Regions from separate parts of the Anas platyrhynchos genome. Here region 1 is linked to region 2. Evidence: chromatin contacts called from public Hi-C data. All regions are on one chromosome and are shown on one strand. The core of a region is the stretch at or near the end of the contact, and the rest is flanking DNA. Distances in the headings are between cores, read along the strand shown. Region 1 has its middle 84 kb from the start of DYNLRB2. Region 2 has its middle 48 kb from the start of DYNLRB2.

Region 1 (3,789 bases), core at 4-2,503, 36 kb after region 2:
GGATCTGGTGGCAGGCACCAGTAAATCCTGCTCTCTTGTTGTTGTTCATGAATATATTTGTGCACATAAACCCCTCTTCAACATCTTCTGGGGTTAGGCATCTCTATGGAACAACCCCATCAACTTTTCCCCCACCGTTCAATCAATCCGGGCTGGAGACAAATGCCCTGTGGCATAGGAACAGGTGGAGGTTGAGAAAATAGGGCCTGGCCAGGATCGAATGAAGATTGCATGTAAATTAGCAGCATTAATATGTAAAACAAAAGCTCAGCGGAGACTATTTGTCCTGCTGTACAGCTACTCAAAGCATGATGTGGACCCTGGGTAAAATATCAGCCACACCCCGAGATTAAGCCTGGCTCCCGGCGTCTAATGTGCTCGAATGTCATTTTATACTGAAAATGTAACATGAGCAGGCGAGATGGTATTTAAATGGGAACTGGAAATTGCTGGGAGAGTACCACAGCCTGTTTGCCATTGCTCTGCTCTGCCATCGCCTCTTCAGAGCCCTGGGCAGGCAGGGAAAGTGCTCTGTGGTTTGAGCCTCAGTTCGAGGGCAGCAAACACCATTCCTGCAGGGGTACCAGCACAGCCTTTGTCTGCTGACTGATTCTCTGTGCTGCCTGGTTATTTCTTACTTGAAAAATCAAGAGGGATTAATCCTGGAGTGCACTGAACACCCAGAAAGACACTGGCAAGGAGGTCACCTATAAATGAGTTAAAATCTGAGTGTGCCCAGGCTTGCCCCCATCCAACAGCGTGCGGCATCCTGGGCGGGTGTGCTCAGAGCTGGGTGTCTTTTGTGCAGGGGCTTTAGAGAAGGCTTAATTGTAGTGCCTTGGATAATGTTTGCTGGTGTCATTAAGCATCTTCTGGAGAACTAAGAATGCAACTTCAAAGGAATGTCACCTGCAGCATTTGCATTCAGTTTTTAAGAGGAATGCCAGCAGTTGCTGCAGCCCTGGGATGATGTAAGGTGATTTAACTCCAGCGTCCCTGAGCAAAGCAAAAGGTGAAGCTCTTAAAAAACAAACAACAGCAAACTCCTCCAAAATACAAAACCAAAGGGAAACTAATAAACATCAACAATCACATTTCCTTTTTTGCTTGTTCTTCCTCAGTTCAGGATTTAATCATGGATTAAATAAAGCTTGGTGTCTGGCCTTGATGGCCGAGGGAAGGCTCGGAGCAGAGGTGGCCCCGCTGCAGGGAGGGCAAGATATTGCCCACTGCAGCTGGCAGCAGTCCCGGAGAGGGAATGGAGAGCACCAGGGAGCTGGGCGGTATCTAGGGGACATGTTGCTGCTGTTATTTATCAGTTGGAGTGATTTGTTATTTTTAGCTTTTTTTTTTTTTTTCTTTTCTAACCCCTCAGTCCTCTTACAGATCCTGCCTCTCAGCTCTACGAGATAATCCTGGAACGGTTTGTCTCTCTTTCTGTGATTCCTCCTAACCTTTTGCTCTACTGCAAAGTGCAGAGGGATTAATTTTCACTGATAGCATAAAACTGGGGGAAAAGCAAACTAAAGAACCAGAAACCCAACGCTGCTGAAAGCTTGGATGGCAAAACAGCACCCTGTCTGGGCCTGGTGCAAGGAAGCAGCTCTCTCCCTTGTCATCTGTTAATTTTGCTTGAATTGGCTTCTACACGTGAAACCCTGGGTACGCAGTGATTGCAGCAGAGAATGGGTGCAGCGATCCAACGCCAATAAAGCACTGGCACATGGGAGCTGGTTATTAGTTTACATGAAAAGAATCGCAGGGCGGAGGCTGTAAGTGGAAGCAAAATATGTGCTGCAGATGGCTGTCTGTTGACTTTGCTATGGACAGATTATGTTTTACAGAGATAAAAGAGTAATCATAAACTGGATGTCCTGCCAGGACAGTCTATGTACTTGAGTAATAGACTCGGACTATGGGGTTAGTCTCCAAGTTCATATTAAGCATGTATTTTCAAGAAATTTGTGGATTCTCAGCTTCAGGATTTAGTTCGTCATAAAAAAAAGAGTTCCAGGCCATGGAGCTTGGGCCTGAATCCAAACCTTTGCCAGATTTAGCAGATTTGGAATGAGTGTTTCCCTTTTGAGCTGGAGTTGTGTTGACTGGGCTGATTCTGAAAGTAAGAAACAAAGCCCTGGAGATGCGGGCACCTCATAGCTCCACGCTGGGATGTGTGTCATGTATGGATGAGCGACACCTGGCACCTGAACCTCTTGATCAGGAGGGGTGCAAGTGCTCTCCCAGCCCCAAGATGTGGTTTGCTGGTTGTGACCCCAAGCAGAGAACTTCCCAGGCAGAGCAAGGCTCTTTCTATTTTGCTCCACACTCCTTCCACATGTGTGCTGAGCTTTCCTTGTGGTACACTTTTAACTAGAAAAGTCCCTGAACTGTGGCTCTGGGGCTAAAACCCACTGTACAGGATCCTGCGTGATTTTTTTTCCTGGCAATAGTGGAAGGATTTTGCCAGCAGATTGCTGGTATCTGCTGGGAGTTCAGGAGAGCGCCGCTGAAATCTCTGCAAGCATTTGTAAAGGTTCTGTGCAGCAGGGGGAAAGCACACTTGTTGGGCTTTAATGAAAGACCTGTTAGTTGGGTGCTTAACAGCACTCTTATTAATGCATAAAACTTCCATTGTTTCTTAATTTACTTGAAAGGGTTGTTTAGACCTTTAATTGCCCCATAACAATATAGTGATAGTAAGTTAGATTTCAATCAACATACTCATGAATTGCCAGTATTTTAGCAATAAATTGCTAGCTAATAAACTTGTAGCTTCCTTTGTAAATGCCAGCTAAAGGCCTAAACATTCCTCGCAGAGTTAATTGCACATTTAGTGCTCATGTAATTTTGAATTAATTACATGCCAAATGGATTTATGTTCTATGTACTTAATAAACCTTGGTAAGTGCCCTTTTAACAATCAGTTGGTATTTAGGATCCTATTTGTGTAAAAAGGATGACTTATGACACTGGGTCAGGATGTTTCCACCACGTGTTCACGCGCTGGCTGCAGTGCCTGGTGGCTTGTACGTGGTTCAGGACCAGAAGGTACAGAATTAAATGAGTGCAGATGGGAATCCAGCAGAGACCTGTGAAGATTTCTTATATCCCAGCCTGATCCCATAGCGAGGGGTTGGAGTCTGTGGAGGTTTCCAGAGCCCACTGAGTGAGTGGAAGGATTGGTGCCGGTTTTATTTTAGATTGGGGCTGTCCTGCAAATGTCGAACGTCTCTTGGTAACAATAAAGGGCACTGCACAAGTCAGTGGCAGAAATGGGGAACACCCAACTCCCTGCAGAAATGGAAGAAAAAATCCCTACAAAAGTACTGTTTTGTCAGCCTCTGACTTGGTAGCCTAGTGAGAAATATGCTTCCTGCCCAGCTAACTATTCAATATATAAAATTATAAAAAGCCTTAAATCTGTCAACGCTGGTAGCTTAGACCTACACTGTAAACACAAGGATGGATGTTCAGGCAGGTAAACTAACTCCTTGCCATAAGTGCTCCCAGCAGCTGATCTTCTGGGGTCATTTTGCTTTGAAAACACTAAGCATGAAGAAGTTCACTAGAGCCCTTGTGTATGAGCTGTCCCAAAGCTCCGGGGTCTTTGTTTGTGGTGTGCTGTGAGCAGCGTGTAAGGTATTTGGCCTCATGGCTTTGCACATGTGTGCACTCAGAGCTCTTATCTAAGAGCAACCTCCTCCTGAAAGGCTTCACAGCCTTTAACACGCACAAATGGCAACCTGTAGGCTGCGGGCTTTTGAAAATTTAATTATTGACCTTTATTCA
Region 2 (4,242 bases), core at 349-2,848:
TTTGTGTTAACTTCTCTTCTGCCATTTGCTCCCAAGCACTGTCCCGAAGCAGTGGCAACACCTCTGTGTGGTGCTGCCCAGAGAGGTGCTGACTTCATGCTGGCTTTGTAGCATGTCGTGTGCCCTCACCACGGAGGCCAGGAGCCTCTTGCATGACGCCTCCCCAGCTGCCCTTGCCGTGCTTCTCATACCTTGTAAAAGCAGGTGTGTTCTGCACCCACAGCATTCCTGAGCCTCTCCACAGGATAAAGGCATATACAGAGCCAAAGGGAAATATCCCTATAAAATGCTCATTATATTTATTACACTCTTTCTCAGGATGGGCTCGTCAGGGCCTCAGGCAGGTTGCGTGTGGCAGTTGGGTTCGCTGCTGTAGTTTGGATTCCCATAGGCTCCAAGGACAGACCTAAGAGGCAAGGTCAGGAACAGGGAGCCATTTGGTTGGTTTGGACCAGCTGATATTTTCACATCATACATCTGCAAAGGCTGACGCAAGGCCTCCAGTGGGCTGGCTGCCCTGTAGCAGCGAGACAAGGGTTGCTTTGGCATCACACGAAGAAGGGAGCATGGAGAAATGTAGTATTGCCCAGGTCTACATCACTCAGCAGAGCAGCGTGGCTCTGCAGAGTAGAACAACCTGTGCAGTACAAGGGGAGTAACATAACTTAGCCCATGTGGCAGGACCCTTGGGAAGGGATTGCGTCTTGTTCAGGTCTGGTATTGTGTCTGGCAGTGGCTAAAAGTCACAAGTTGACCCAACAGTATTTCATCACGGTATGACTTCTGTTGTGTGGAAGTAGAAGTGCCTAAGGCCTTGCATTTACCTGTTTCTGGTTTCTCAAGAGTGTAAGCATAGATTTATCTGTATAAGAAAATTAATTTTGTTCAGGAGAGAATTTGAAACAGAATGCGGGAATGATTCTGGAACAGGGCAAGTAGAACAGTTACTTAAATCATCTCCGTGTTCTCTGATAAATAGATCAAGAAGCTGGACAAATTACTGAATAGCATGTTTGTAGTGTTGTTTTCACCTGAGCCTGAGGAATGTGAGGCTGAATTTCAGCTGACTATATTGCATTCCTCTCTAGAGCCAGAAATAGGATTTTAGCTGTTAGAAATTGATTAATGAAGGTATTGTTATTTAGACCAGGCCCTCAGGCTTAAATTTTAGCATAAATGACCAAACCAAGCCATTTGTTAGAAGGCACAGCTTTAAAAACCATTTGTCTAGTTCAGAAGCAGAAAATATAATGACTTCTCATTGTTTCAGGTCTTTTATTGTCTACCTTGCTACCCAAAATGACTGTGCCCAATTCCTTTTTTTTTTTTTTCTCTCCCCACTGAACCTGTGTGGCATCGTATTAACATGGCACATAAAGATCCTGAGGTGAAAATAAATCCAGAAAGATAAATATCAAACTTTGAGATGCTGTTCCGTGTAACTGCATGTTTATCTAAACTTCACGCACAACATCCAGTTAGATAATTTGCCCACAAGGCAAGTTTGTTTTGTTTTCACAATGTTCTGCTACTTGAGATTATTTATTCACTGCAGCAGAGCAATGAACTAGTCTGATTTGTTAAGCAAGCACTGTGAGGATAGATAATGCTGGATTATCTTTCGTGGAAAACTGGAGTGAGAAGCAATGAACTGTCACCCAGTGCATCGTGTTCCAGGATGGGCTAGAAAAACTGGTACGGGTGCAACTGTGGAGGTAAGAAGAGAACCCTCTCCTGTGGAAATGTCTTCTGCTGATCCCTTCTGTTTGGCCTGTAATAACCTTACACCAATATTGGGGGAAAAAAAAAGAAAAAAAAAAGTAATATCTTCTTTTTATTAAGAAAGAAAAAGAATTGAGAAGAAATCATTGTGTTATTAGTTAACTTCTTGAATGTATGTTTAATTAGCCAAATTAAAATGAGGTATTTGTTCCACTAATAAGCACAAAAACCTTATTTTAGGCTTAACTCAAATTTTATAGTCAGTGCTGTCTTAGACATTCCTTTGCACTTAAGAATCATTCTTGCATTAAAGTGACAGGGGAAGTCGAGCTAATGCGCTGCATTAATTGTAGATCATCTTGCAAGGCGTTGTCACAGGAGTTCTGTTCCTTTAAACCTTTGTGTATGTGAAGTTAAACTGCTCACTAAAAATTTAGCAAACTTAAACTGCAGCCAAAAAAAACATCTGCTTTGGACATGACTTACTTTATTTTCTAGCAGGAGGGCTCCATATATCAGTGCCTTGCCTTGTCTAATTTCATTAATGTGATCTTGTGTCCATCCTGTGGCAGTTTAATAGACATTATTTGTGGCCTCCATCAAATAAAGCATTGACCATAAATCCAACTTCACGTAAATGAAGATATAAATGTCAATCTGCATTACTGTATAATATTTATTATTTTAATTAAATGAAACTGATTGTGACATTTATTAGATCACAAGTTCCTTGTTAATGGCAATGGATAGCAAAAAAAAATGTTTATTTTAGAGTAGAAAAAAATCTGCTTGTTTTAAGTAATTTTTCTCTTAATATTATTGCTTTAGGTTAGCAGATTTTGGGACCTGTGTGGAACATAATGTCTGTGCTTCTTTCTGGGACACAATCTAGTTAGTGATGCCAAACATGACACGCACAGCAGAAATATCAAGGAACAAATGTATTAGGAAGGTGAACACACTGTTTTTGTTAGTCACTTCATAATACAAGTATTTACATGTAACTGAGCCAATTTTTTTCTACTTCAGATTGGATAACTCCTGCTATTTAAAGTCAGATATTCTATGTTTATGGTAGTAGTATTTAAACTTTCTTCAACATGAGGATAATACAGACTGTAACTTAAACAATGTAATTTCCAAAGTATTGTGAAAAATACAGAAAATCTGTAATTTTAAAACACTGAAGTCCAATCCTGTGTAATTTAGTCCCAAAGATAGAAATCCATTACAAATTACAGACTGTTCTTATTTATTCTTTCTTGGTTGTTTTGTTGTGTTTTTAATGTACAAAAAGCATAATACATAGTATTTGCACTGGGTATAGGAAAGGATTTTGAATAAAATTCCAAGGTCTTGATGCTGGCAAAATTCCTTTATCTGGCAAATCTCACATGTCAGTAAGAAGTGTAAGAATGAGGGCTTGATATCTGGTACGTTTCTTTGCTTGCAGAGAGTCAGATTTTATCGAAACTGAATTTACAACAGTCTATTTAGTGGAAGAACAGCCTTTCTATGTCAAAGATAGGTCATCAGCTTCTTACCAAATAGGCTGTATTCAAAAAAGAATCTGGATGATGAAGATGTTAAATTTTATTTAGGAAACAAAATAACTGAGTTATAGCCTTATTATTTTCTATCAGAAAATATTGATCCTGATCCTGTTAGTGATGCAGTCAGTGGCAAAACTCCAGCTAACTTATTTGAAAGTGTGGAAGCTTCAGAAACCAAGATTAAAAAAAAAAATCATTTTTTAAAAAATGAATGCATTTCATTTCCATCTATGTTTTTCACAATTATTCCTTGAAAATGAATGGAAATGTTCACGCTGTCTTTAAAGGGAAACTTATTTGGATTTTTAAACATCTGAGACACTATTTTCAGGGTAGTTTCACAATGTTTTCTGCAGACCTTGGGTATCTTTTACAATGAGGCTAAAGTAATTTTAAACAGGAAAACACAACATTGTCTAAATTTCAGATCACTTTTAAGTAAAAATGTTTTTGGCATATTTGTAACACAGCTGGACATGAGGTGCCTGTCTGTATCAAACACTGTTGCTCAGCTCTAACTTAATTCCATTAAAGAGGAGAAAATTCTGGTCCTGGAGTTTATCCTTTTGGTTGGTATTAAGCAGGTATGCTCATAATAGTCTTTATGTTATTACTTGGTGTTCTCTATTCCAGCTAAATGTCCAGTGTTATATGGCATGACATAGAACAAAAAGATTAGGAAAAGCAAAGCTGAGAAGCTGGTACAAAACTGAGACTGGAATCAGAGTAAAAGACAACATTTACAGTTTCAGGTGTTGCTCTACTGTATTTATTTATTTTTCTTCAGTGAAATCATTGAGGAAAAGGAAAAACTTTCCCAAAATCTAAAACCAAATGAAGTGAAGCCAAGAATACTTCTGAAATTGAGTCGTACTTTTAAATTAGGAGTTTTATGCCAGTATATTTTTTTCAACAAGTGCTTAAAACATTTTTTCACAAGTTGGTTTGCAGTCATGTAGATACATAA

What was found. A called contact is a pair of places that touch in the nucleus more often than the background predicts.
Region 1: a contact with region 2 is called in a Hi-C map of F5 follicle, with 3 times the contacts expected there. The contact joins two enhancer-like sites. A contact is called at or near these places in 3 of 8 Hi-C or Micro-C datasets (F5 follicle, skeletal muscle and small yellow follicle).

The regions. Positions count from the first base shown.
Region 1 is chr12:5,561,283-5,565,071 of IASCAAS_PekinDuck_T2T, forward strand. No RefSeq gene overlaps it. Among named protein-coding and RNA genes, the nearest start is that of DYNLRB2, 84 kb to the left of the region's middle. Within about 2 kb of position 1,254, at least 4 of the 8 cell types and tissues checked have an H3K27ac peak or open chromatin away from gene starts, as enhancers often do. A contact at or near this core is called in F5 follicle and small yellow follicle, where this site is marked.
Region 2 is chr12:5,524,698-5,528,939 of IASCAAS_PekinDuck_T2T, forward strand. No RefSeq gene overlaps it. Among named protein-coding and RNA genes, the nearest start is that of DYNLRB2, 48 kb to the left of the region's middle. Within about 2 kb of position 1,599, at least 3 of the 8 cell types and tissues checked have an H3K27ac peak or open chromatin away from gene starts, as enhancers often do. A contact at or near this core is called in F5 follicle and small yellow follicle, where this site is marked.